2 separate regions of the Oryctolagus cuniculus genome follow, and region 2 is linked to region 1. Evidence: chromatin contacts called from public Hi-C data. All regions are on one chromosome and are shown on one strand. Each heading gives the region's core, a stretch centred on a gene start, on an enhancer-like site or on the middle of the called end of the contact. The rest is flanking DNA. Distances are from core to core; before and after follow the strand shown.

Region 1 (5,519 bases), core at 1,435-3,934:
GGAGGTGGTTCTCTGCTGCCCCAAGAAGTTCAAAGCCTTCTACCTCCCACCCTTGGCTGGTGGCAGGACTTCAATAATGTCTTCAGCCTGCAGGCTCCATTGTGCAGGAGAACCTGTTAGCAGCTCTTCCTCTGTGGCTTCTGAGGAACCATCTCCAAATCAAGATGCACAGGACTTCCTCTGGCTGTTTTGATCTTTTGAAATCGCAAGCACAGGAAGGAAAGAATGGATGGGGGGATAAGGAATAGCTATGATCATTGCAGGAATAACATGTTCCATTTTTATAGAGCCCTTTCTCTGATGAGCCCTGAGCTTTCCCAGCTGTCACACTGTTGACCTCAGCACTGTGAACCCAGAATGCTTTTTGAGGTTTTTCCAGTGCTGGGAGACAATTGCGCAGATACCTGTCCTCATGGGAAGAGAAGCGAACCGTGCTGGTAACACCACCCCCCAATGCGTGTGGTGCCATCCACGGGTGTGGCCATCAGCCACATCTGCGAGTTTCCAGATGAGGGGCTGTTGTCTGGTCCCACTGCTGCAAGCCACAGAACTGGTCAGAAAGCATGACATTAAGAAGAGTGGCGGGGCCCTGTGAGACCCCTGGAGCCAAGGGGACAGGTGCGGAATGGACCAAATGTTGTCTACTCCTAAGTGGCCTTGTTTTGTTCTAATTTCTCCAGAAATATTGGTTTGCTTGGCTGCCTTAGGCTGCTTCCAGGGACTTCTTTCACATCAGCAAAAATCTTAGCATATGGCATCACCGCCAGAAGCTTCGTGTGTTCATGAGAGGCACATTTCCCCCCTTTAACATGGGAAGATTCTTCAGTTTTAAAGTCACAAGTAATTTACATGTGAGATAATGACTCTAGGGAGCAGGTCTTAGAAAGGGTGGCTCATCAATTGCTCCACTAAAAAGAAAAGACATTTATTTACTATGCACCTACATGGCATTATACAAAGCCATGGAAGTGAATTGCTCCAACTCTCCTTATATAGACAGACAGGGGATTCCTGTACCCCCTCCCCATGGCATCCTCCAGTGAAAAAGAAAATCAAACCTGGGAGTAGGCGGTTAAGAATCCCAGAGATTGGTGATTTTATGTGGTTAGGCCGTGGAATCCAGCACACGGTCTGGAAGGCGGATTCTTCCTGTTGCACTCGTGATTGCGATGCTGGAGGTTAGCCCCTATTGCCAGGGTGGCTGTCCAGAAGCTGGGGTGCAGCCAACAGCAGGCTTGGAAGCCAGTCAGCTCTGCAGAGCTGCACTTGATGTTCACTCTTGTCATCTCATTTTTAGTCAGGTGCCCTGATGTTGGCCTGGGACTGGCGACAGTCAGCTGTTCACTTTCAGTAGGACGACACGTGGGTTTGGGCTGAGAAAGTCCAGAAGTGTTTTATAAATCCTTTAAAATGCACCATCTAATAAAGTGTGTACATTTTTTGATAGTGATTACTTTAATCACTGTGCTGTGTTGAACCCCTTGATACTTTCTCTCTCTCTCCCTCTCCCTCTCTCCTGTTCTCTGATGTATTAGTATCAACAAACACGCAAATTTTACTCTTAGTAGCATGCATTTTCCCACTGTCACCGCTTTGCATAAATTTGCCCGGATTGCCCTGGGGAAGAGGCCGGAGGGGAGAAAGACAGCGCATCCTCTCCAGTGTCTGTCTGGGAAATGGAGTTGCTGAAAGAAGCAGCCCAGAGCGTCTGGAGCGAACTCTGCAAGGGGCCCCAGTGCCTCGGTGAGGCCAGGCCCCTGTGTGCCATCCGGGGCTCCTGCTGCATACAAGATAATGAGTCAAGTGACTCAAACTTCAGAGCTCACTCTTCTCATTACGCCTGAGTAATGGCAGCAAATATTTACAGGCCTCCTTCCTACCTTTACAACTTCCTGTTGCTGGAGCACTTTGGAGTATTGGGAAAGACTGTGCTGGAAAAATACGTCACACACAGTTGCAGGAAGAGTGTCTTTAAGCACACAGAAAAAAAAAAAAAAAACAGTTGCCTGTTTATGAATTCCATGTGAAAACAACAAAAGGTTATGTTTGGAGGGGCTGTTTGAGAATCCTGAAATTTGGAACATCATTTTAAACATTAAATCTGGGCTGTCAGCTGTATGAAGAAATGGGACAAGTGTTTTCAAAGAGCGTTCTAATATATAATACAATATAATACAATATATGATATAATATGATATAATTAATATAATATTATAATATATAATATATGTAATATAACAAGGCCGTGCAAATGAGTAAAGTAGAACTTCGGGTCCTGATTCAGGCCGGTTGGTAAATGCCCTTTGGTGACCATACAACCTGCAGGATCTTTTTCTGAATGAAAACTGTAGTGCTTAAGAGAATAAACGGGGGTCTATCCACTGTGCCATGGGGGAGGTGTCAGGGAGCTACAGCAGTGGCATTCACTTTACAGAAGATTCCCGAAGAAGTCCCGAGTGTGTTCATTTCCTGCGTATTTGGTTTAAAAAGCACTCCTGTGTCCTTGCGCTCCCAGTGTGTCTCTGTAAACCACTGTACCCTAGCATTTCTTTCTTGTGTTCGCAAGAGTCCTCCGATGCTATTTTAGAATGGCAGCGTTTACTCCAGCCCTGGCTGAGGTCGGCGGAGCTAATTTTGGTGCCCAGGGAGGAGGGAGAGAAAAGTCATCCCGAGCGCCAGGAGGGCCTGCTGGTGCCTGGGCTGGGAGCAGCGTGGTGTAACCAGACGCACCACATCTCACCTTTAGAACCTTTATTTGTGTGCTTGCACAACACGTGTTTACCCAGATCCCAAGATAAGGAAAGTATGAAGGTCGCATTTTGTGACAGGGAGCTTCTATAAATGTAACCATATCCTGTGTGGCAAGAGTCTGTCGTTTATCCTATACCTGCAGCTTTAGGGGACTCGGGGTGGGTGGGGCACGGGACTCATGCCCTTTTCAGGGTCTCTGCTTTGTGACTTTCTTCCGGCATTCTGCTGTCTTGGCTTAGCTGCTGTGGCCCTCCTGTTTGGTGAGGCCCCTTTGTCGTGGGCAGCAAGTCTTCTAAGTCCTCCTGCCCACTCTCCGGGGTCTTCTGGAAATCAGTGCTGCAGGTGCGTGGCTTCGTGGGCCACACCCTGGCTGCTGATACTTGTCCTAGCCCGTTTCAGCCCTCCTGGCAGGCTCGCCCTGCCCTGGGACACACTCTCTTTAGGGAGGGAGGAGGACTTCGTTGGTGGGTTTGGGTATTTCCCTGCTGAATTGTAGAGGTTAGCTGGACACTCTGTGAAGACAGGAGTCCTTGTCCCAGTGTCCTTCCCCAGGGCAGCCTGCGTGGCAGAGGTTAACCTCACCTAGATGAGGGACCCCGGCCCAGCCCTCTCGTCCCCATCATCCAGCAGGGCCCCTGGGTCCCCAGTACCTCTTCCCTCTGCCCAGAGGCAGTGTCACAGTGCTCTTTGTCACCTCTGTTCTCTCAACTTGTCCCTCTGGATGCATTTTCTCTCTTCCTACTCCTCTAGTTCCTACCCCTTGCAGGAGCCCCAGCTCCCTAATTTGCACTGAGCCCTTGGTGGTAATTCCCACACCAGCCCCTCCCCCACTCTTGGTGCTGTTTGCCAAAGAACCTGATTATATTTCCTTGTTATCTAATGACATTTTATTTGTTCTTGTCTATCCAACAAGATTGCCTGTTGCTCAAGAACAGGGGTGTCTAATTTTCTCATGTGCCCTGTAACACTTTGCTTTTTTTTTTTTTGCTCTGAAATCATGCTTAATTTAAAAAAATACATCATGGAAAGGATTTGTTGATGTCCGTTGGGTTACCTGGAAAGCCTGCACTAGGGCTCTGCTCTCCCTGGATAGATTTGACCCTTTTACTCATTTCTGTTTTGAAAGAAGGAAAATAAAAGATTTAAGGGACCACAGACAGATCTTATTGATACATGATTTTATATCAAGTACAAGATCAGGCTAGCATTATGCCAGTACTTCACAGAACGCCTTGTACATTAAGCCAAGCCAAACAACAATGCACTCCTGCTCCTGCTTCATTTCAGAGTTTGAAAAACCAGGTGGTAAAAGGAAATCTGTAGAAATGAAATTGACACTTTGAGAAGCAGTAACTTGAACAGCCCCTTTCTTGGCTGTCTAGGAACAGATTATTTTCTTTTCTTAATACTATGTGTTGAATACTTTACTTATCATAGAGTTAATCATATGTGTACAAAGTCAACTGAAAATAGATCTCAGTAAAAAATAAGAGGGAGGAGGAAGTTTGTAACTGTAAAGCTGTATAGTTCTACATACATTCCTATGGACTTACATCTAAAGGTACAGTTTAAAAACTTGCGATGGGACCCCAAATCTCATTAAGCTGGGTGATAAAAATGTCATCTTAAGTGTTGAAGTGATCATGTGAACTGTTAAAGTGATCATATAGATATAATTATTAAGTTTTAAAGGGATCATAAAAATAAGATCAAGTGTCTGGCAATAATAATAGAATAAAAAGGAGAAAATTTCCAACATGGGAAGCAGTCCACACAGTGTAGAATGACAATCGCTCTAAACAGCATTCTGACCTCAGAAACAGCCCTTAAGACATTCTGGTCTGGCTGAAAATCCCATGAGAGCATTTTAGGCATGGAAAGCCAAGACACTGTGGCAAAAAAAAAAAATGTCCTACATGAAGGATCTCCGTGAGATGTACTTTTCGCTGAAGGGAGGAGAGAGCTTCCACTTTGCGTATGGCCTTGTCTAATGCTGTCAGAGACTGTTAATTCAGAGGCTTCCACAGCCATGGCAGCACATGTCAAGAGCCTCAGGTGAGCACTGACATCATAATAAGAGTATTAATTGTTAAATTAACAACAGGAGTCACTGTGCACTTCCCATGTAGGACCTCTGTCCTCAATGAGTTGTATTATGAGAATTAACTGTAAAACTTGTTCTCTGTGTGTGTGTGTGTGTATGTGTGTGCAAATTGTTGAAATCTTTACTGAGTGTAGAGTTGGTCTTCTGTGTATAAAGTTAATTGAAAATGAATCTTATTGGAGAATGGGACAGGGAATGGGAAAGAGAGGAGGAGGAAGGGTGGGAGTAGGGGCAGGAGAGCTGGTATGGTGGGGAGAATCAGTATATTCCTAAAGTTGTACTTAAGAAATTTGTATTCATTAAATAAAAGTCTTCTCTGGAGGAAAAAATTATTCAAGAGCTTCCTATTTTTCTGTGTTTTGGAAAACTTTAGCTGTATAATGATTGGTTTTCAAATATTCAATGGAAATTCCCTCTAAAATCTGAGAATCTGGTGCTTCTGAGGTGGCTTTCTTAATTCTCAATTTTAAAACAAGTGAATTCTTTCTAGATCTGCTACAAAGTGGAGAGGCATCATCCAGATATGCTAATATTTTCTCAGCAATCTGGAATTTTCTTAAGTCGTGCCTAAATGCACGACTCTCTGCTGGAGTAGGGCGGGGGAGTGGGGGTGGAAGGAGGTGTGATTCTGAGTGCATAATCCTTCTGTGGTTCCAAAGTGATA
Region 2 (5,716 bases), core at 26-2,525, 260 kb before region 1:
ATTGGCAGAATCTGGATTGGAAACAGAAGTGGGACTCAATCCCAGGCCCTCTAATATGGCATATGGGTGCCCTAAGCAATCATTTAACCTGCTGAGCTACAGTGCCTACCCCCACGTGACTTTCAAATATATTGCTTTAAGTTACTCTCAGTAGCACTTAATCTGTTCTCATAAACATGAGGACAAAAATCTATATTTTCTCATACACAAAGAATTCTTTTTTGCTTAAGAGAAAAATTTGGGGCCTGTAATTATTGCAATGGATACATGTGCTTATTAGTCATCTACTATAGGCTAGGCACTGTGTGATAGATGCTAGGGCTACACAACTAAAGACATGTCCCCTGTAAACTCAGAGTTAGCGTCTAGTGGGACAGACTACAATGACATTCTACAGCCTGGCTACTCTTCCAAGGAACTACATAAGTCATCCATTTAAAACTCAGCAGAAGGCAGTCAGGAAAACTTCCTGGCAGAGGTAGAAGCTGACCTGGACCTTGAAAAAGGAGTGGCATTTGGAAGAGGGTAGGGGCAAAGAGACGGCTGATGAAGCCTAGAAATTATCTCCAAATCTCATTGTCCCTGTTTTCCCAAGGCTAGAATTTCCAATTCCTTCTGTGTGCTGTTTCTTCAGAGGAAACGATAAAGGCTGAACCACAGCAAGCAAGGAGAGGAAAAAGTGGGGGCCGCTAGCTAAGAGGGAGAGAAATTCCTGCGTCTGGGAGATCAGATGCTGACAGGCAGGGAAGGATGGGTGGTGCGGTGAGCCCTCTCCTCTGGCCTGAGACACTGTGCAAGGTGCTGAAAGGTCATGGGCTTGGTCAAGGTCAGGACTTAGGTAGAGAAATAACCAGGAATTGGCTCTTCCTGCTTCCCGTTCATCCGCTGATGGCGAGGAGGGGAGAGCCACCCAGAGGTGGGTTTCTGTTTGCTTTTGATATTGTTTTTGTGGTCACAGGAAAGAAAATCCCCAGCCGTTTTTAGATTCTGTGCATTTGTATGTGTGGTCCGCATCGTGAAACCATCCCCTGCAATTGGATCCCACAAAACCTGGCTTGAATAATTTCACCCCTGATTTTTCCTCCTTAAAACTGTAGCTCAGCACAGCCGTCCCCAACCCCCACCCCGTGGCATTTCCTGCCAGGCCTGGGAAGCCAGGTCCTGGAGGGCCCCGCCGAGACGGAAGCCGAGGGCCAACTCCTACAGAGGCTCCCTAGGCCAACCTCCCCCACCGCCCTGGGGGAAATGCGGCATGGAAAAATCCTTAAAAAGCAACTGGGGATGGCTATCCAGTGTGTTTGACTCATCTGTGTGAGCAGGGGGAGAGAGGAGGAGGAGGGTTGACAGTGCCCGGGAAAAGTGGCCCTGGCAGGAACTCTGAGGTTTGTTTTGTTCCGAAGAAGAGTAAACACTAAGGCAAAAAAACAAAGTCAAAAACTTCGGCCGCTGGTAGATGATTTGTTAAAAGAGGTGCCTGGCAGATTAAACTTCAGCACTGAGAGAGCCACCGAATCTGGCACGGGCCCCTTTCCTGCATGACCACGGTCAGGCTGAAGGCCTTGGACGGGCTCGGTGGGACTTGTGAGTGCCGCCCAAGCATAGGTGTTCAGTACCCTGTGGCTGGCTGGGAGTCGCCATGTGGGTCAGGCAGCCGCCGGGGAGTTAGCGTGCTTGCCAAGGAAAGATTTCAAATACAGATAGCTTCAGAAATTTTTAACAGAGTTCGGTGTGGTGAGCCCACGGTGGAGGTTACGGGCTTAGTGTTACGGGAGTTACATCCCAGCCAGCCCCGCCTCCGGCCTCAGTGGCCGTGGGCTGCATGCAAGGCCATTTCTCACCATCCACCAGCCAGCACGTCCGAGCAGGCCCTGTGGTGTGCACGGTGCTGTGGGGCAGGGGGAGATTCACGGGAGGGTCTTGGGTCAAAGGCCTTGTGGGAATAAACTCCCTTGGGGTGAGGGGCAGGCTAAGCCTGTGTCCTAGAGCATTCCACGAGAAGACAGGCTGGGAGTCTCCGTCCGCAGGAAGATCACAGATTGCCAGGCTCGAGCCAGGCCTCGTGCAGCCAGAGGCCTTCCCCCGGGTCTTGAAGCATGGCGGGACTCATCTGTGGGATGAAACCACAGGCTGTGGGGTTCACAAGTGCTCGTGTGCCCCAGGAACAGACAGGGCCGTGTGTGCGCGGACATCGGCTCATAATCTAGACATGGCTGTCTCACGTGACTTCTCTGCGTGAAAGGAACCCTTGCCTATAGCAGAGTTGCTTTTAAAAACGCCTTGACTTACACCTCTTCCTAATGACATGAAGTCCATCCGGTCACCAAGTCTCTTGTTCCTTCAAAAGCTTTTCGTTGTGGTTAAATGCATGTAAAACCATCTTTGCAATTTTTTTCAGTGTCCAGTTCAGTGGTGTCACTCAAGCCTCCATTGCCATAACACTTTTCATCTTGCACCAAGTGAAAGTCCATCACATAGCCATTCCCCGTTCTGCCCTCCCGCCCCGGCCCCTGGCAACACCTGTGTTCTACCTCCGATCCCCTGTGATTCTGGCTCAGTCCCTTGTCTATTTGCAGTCACGTAATATTTGTCTTGTAGCGATTGGCTCACCCCATGTAGTATAATGTCCTCCGGGTGTGCCCACGCTGCAGCACGTGCATTGCTCCTGAGGGTTGAAGACCGTTCCATTCTATGTGGACAGCACGTTCTGCTTCTCCATTCACCTGTGGTGGCTGCTTGGATTCCTTCCACGTCTTAGCTACTAGGAATGCACATGGGTGTGCAAATGCCTCTTGGAGGCCCTGCTTTCAATTCTTTTGGCTGCATTACCAGGAATGGGATTCTTGGATCATATAGTAATTCTGTTTTTAGTTTTCTAAGGAACCGACGTAGTATTTTCCATCATGGCTGGGCCATTTTACGTTCCCACTCACAGTGCACAAAATTTCTAGTTCCTCTACTAGCTCATGAAGGCTTGTTGCTTTCTGCTGTTTTAGTGGAAGCCTTGCTGATGGGTTTGAGGCGGTATCTCGTTGTTGTTGGCTCCTTTTTACAGATGAGACAACTGAGTGCCCGTGAGCCTTGTCACTTGTTGGTTTTTTTAAAATAAGATTTTATTTATTTGAGAGGTAGAGTTACAGACAGTGAGAGGGAGTGACAGAAAAGTCTTCCTTTTGGTTCACTCCCCAACAGCTGGGTTGCAACAGCTGGAGTTGGGCCCATCTGAAGCCAGGAGCCTCCTGGAGGTCTCCCACGCAGGTGCAGGGGCCCAAGGACTTGGGCCATCTTCCACTGCCATCCCAGGCCATAGAGAGCTGGACCAGAGGAGGAGCAGCTGGGACTAGAACTGGCACCCATGTGGGATGCTGGCACTGCAGGCGGCAGCTTTACCCACTGTGCCACAGCGCCGGCCCCTTGCCACTTGTTTGTAGCAGAACCTGGACTGAGATTGGCATTTCCTAGCAGCCTTTGCTGTGTGCCCTCTGCCTCTGCCTCCAGCTTCTCCCTCCTGTGCAGGTTCTTCACTTCAAACGTCTCCATCCCCAGCCCCCCCCCCCCCCCCCGAAGTCCACATTTACCATCACAAACATGGAAGAGGGTTGAACGGTGACAACTCTGCGTTTGGACTCAGTGAGGCTGGGATTTAAAATAAAATGAATGCCCCTTGAGCTGGCAAGAACAGGAGGCTGTCAGCCTGTTCCTGCTCTCTGACCACCCTAGAGGAGAGGAGAAAGGGGCTTGGCACAGGACTTGTATCCAGAATAGGCTGGGGAAGGGTGAAGGCCTTTCACTCGCCCATTCAGCCATGGTTTGTTGAGCACTTACCACGTGCCATGCCAAGAAGTGTCACAAGGCACCGCATTGCCTGCCGAGAAGTCCAGCGGCAAGCAGGGTGAGAATGTGTGCTGACCTCACAGGCGTGTGCTTGTGCCACCACAGTGTGAAGCGTGCTGGCCTCCACCTAGTGACCCTGCCGTTTCAAATGATATTGAATTTTTCTTTATCACAAAGGATATTTGTTGTGTGCAGAAAATTCGCAAATTCAGAATAGGCCAAAAAAAGACTGTTTCCAACAACCACTCCTAACGATTTGATGTGTCTACTTCTAGTTTCTTTGAAAAGTAGCGGTCCATTCATACATATGTATTTATAAAAATCAGTATACTTCGTGGCAAGGTATTCCACCTGGAAACATAGCATAGCCTGCCTTTGTCACTAAATCTTCAACCTGCTGGTAGCTCAGCGTCCGCAGTATCCGAGGGCCTCTAGGAAGGGAGTTTTGTATCCGGTGCTTGCAGACAGTAGCTGAAGCTGTTTGTCCTGCTGCAGTGGCACCACCTGCCTCGGTTTAAATTTCTCTCTATAGCACAACTGTACTGGGAACACCTTGTAAATACTCCACTTGTCAAGAGCGTCCAAAAAACCTGGATTTGAATCTGTTTGACGCTAAATGGTCCTCTAGTGGGTGCTTATTCACGATGAGTTTATTTCCCATTCTCCTAACTGATTAAGCTATTTCTTCTGAGCTGTTTTGTGGGGGCATGGCCGTGGCTGCAGGGTACGTGCTGGCCTGTCTGTGGACACTTGTGTGTGTGTATGTGTGCACATGTGTGTGTGCACTCATGTGGGTGCATGGGCACACAGAGCCTGGAGGTGCTGTGGCGGACGACTTCTCACCCTTCCTTCTGCCCCATGGAGCAGAGCAGCCCTATTTCCAGCTGCTTCACCTGTTAGCATCCCAAGTAAGAGAACATTTGAACAAAGGATTTCACTCTGGGGGGAAAAAATTTAAAACACCACTACGTCCACTGAGAATTTGCAATGGCCTTGATGATTTTGTGCCTACCTGTGCATAACTCCAAAAAGTCCGTGGAAAATGGAATTAAAAGATAAGTTGGTTCTGGTGCCCAAAATTCTTGAAAGCCACACAATGTTCTCGTAGGATGCATTTTCCATGAATTCTTTTGAAGACCCTTTGAGTGCATGAATTTCAGACATTTTTGGCGTCAAAGTAAACTTGTCTTTTGGAGGTTCTCTCATATGCATGCAGGGTTCATTTCCTGAAGTTTTCGCTTATGGATGTGCTCCCATTATTAAAGTGGACACCTTCGTGAGACTGGCATAGGGGAGGGAAGTTTGGAAGCAGGCTGGAGACTCCCTCTTCATGTATTCCATGGCCGTGCTGCCTGTAATTTGGTTGGCTCACTAGTAAAAGTGCCTTCCGATAGGGAGAGGCACATGTTTAACCTTGGCTTATGATAGAATGGGACTGGGGTTTGACACACTCCCTTGCTCCGGAGACTCTGCTCCGTGCCAGGGCCTTCCTACACAGCCCCGAGAGATAACAAGGCCTGGGGCTCTTCTGTTGGAGGAGAGATGGCATCATAAGCATCGAGCAGTGAGTTGGAATAAAGGCATCGTATGATAAAGAGGAAGGGGAGACGTTTATCAAGTGCGTGTTACTTGGCCAGGCTTATGCAAGGTGGTTAAGCACTACCGTCATCAATCTCACACGATGCCCACTGGGTATGGAGTGGTTGTGTTTGAACAGACGAGGGAGCTGCCTGTGGGTCGGATCATACAGAGTTAAATGACAGAGCCAGGATTCGGACAACCACCTCCACCCTTGTCTGCTGGGGACGAGGAGGCCACTGTGGGACAGGGTGGATGAGAAAGGTGCTCTTTGGGGTGCTGACAGGGGAGGGGAGGGGCAGGGCCC

The links. A called contact is a pair of places that touch in the nucleus more often than the background predicts.
Region 2: a contact with region 1 is called in a Hi-C map of liver, with 4 times the contacts expected there. The contact joins two enhancer-like sites. A contact is called at or near these places in 4 of 6 Hi-C or Micro-C datasets (liver, psoas muscle, skin fibroblasts and 1 more).

The regions. Positions count from the first base shown.
Region 1 is chr2:156,431,691-156,437,209 of mOryCun1.1, reverse strand. The region is part of intron 1 of EPAS1 (endothelial PAS domain protein 1); the gene reads left to right. Among named protein-coding and RNA genes, the nearest start is that of EPAS1, 8.9 kb to the left of the region's middle. Within about 2 kb of position 2,684, at least 1 of the 8 cell types and tissues checked has an H3K27ac peak or open chromatin away from gene starts, as enhancers often do.
Region 2 is chr2:156,686,525-156,692,240 of mOryCun1.1, reverse strand. The region is part of intron 10 of PRKCE (protein kinase C epsilon); the gene reads left to right. Among named protein-coding and RNA genes, the nearest start is that of EPAS1, 250 kb to the right of the region's middle. Within about 2 kb of position 1,275, at least 4 of the 8 cell types and tissues checked have an H3K27ac peak or open chromatin away from gene starts, as enhancers often do.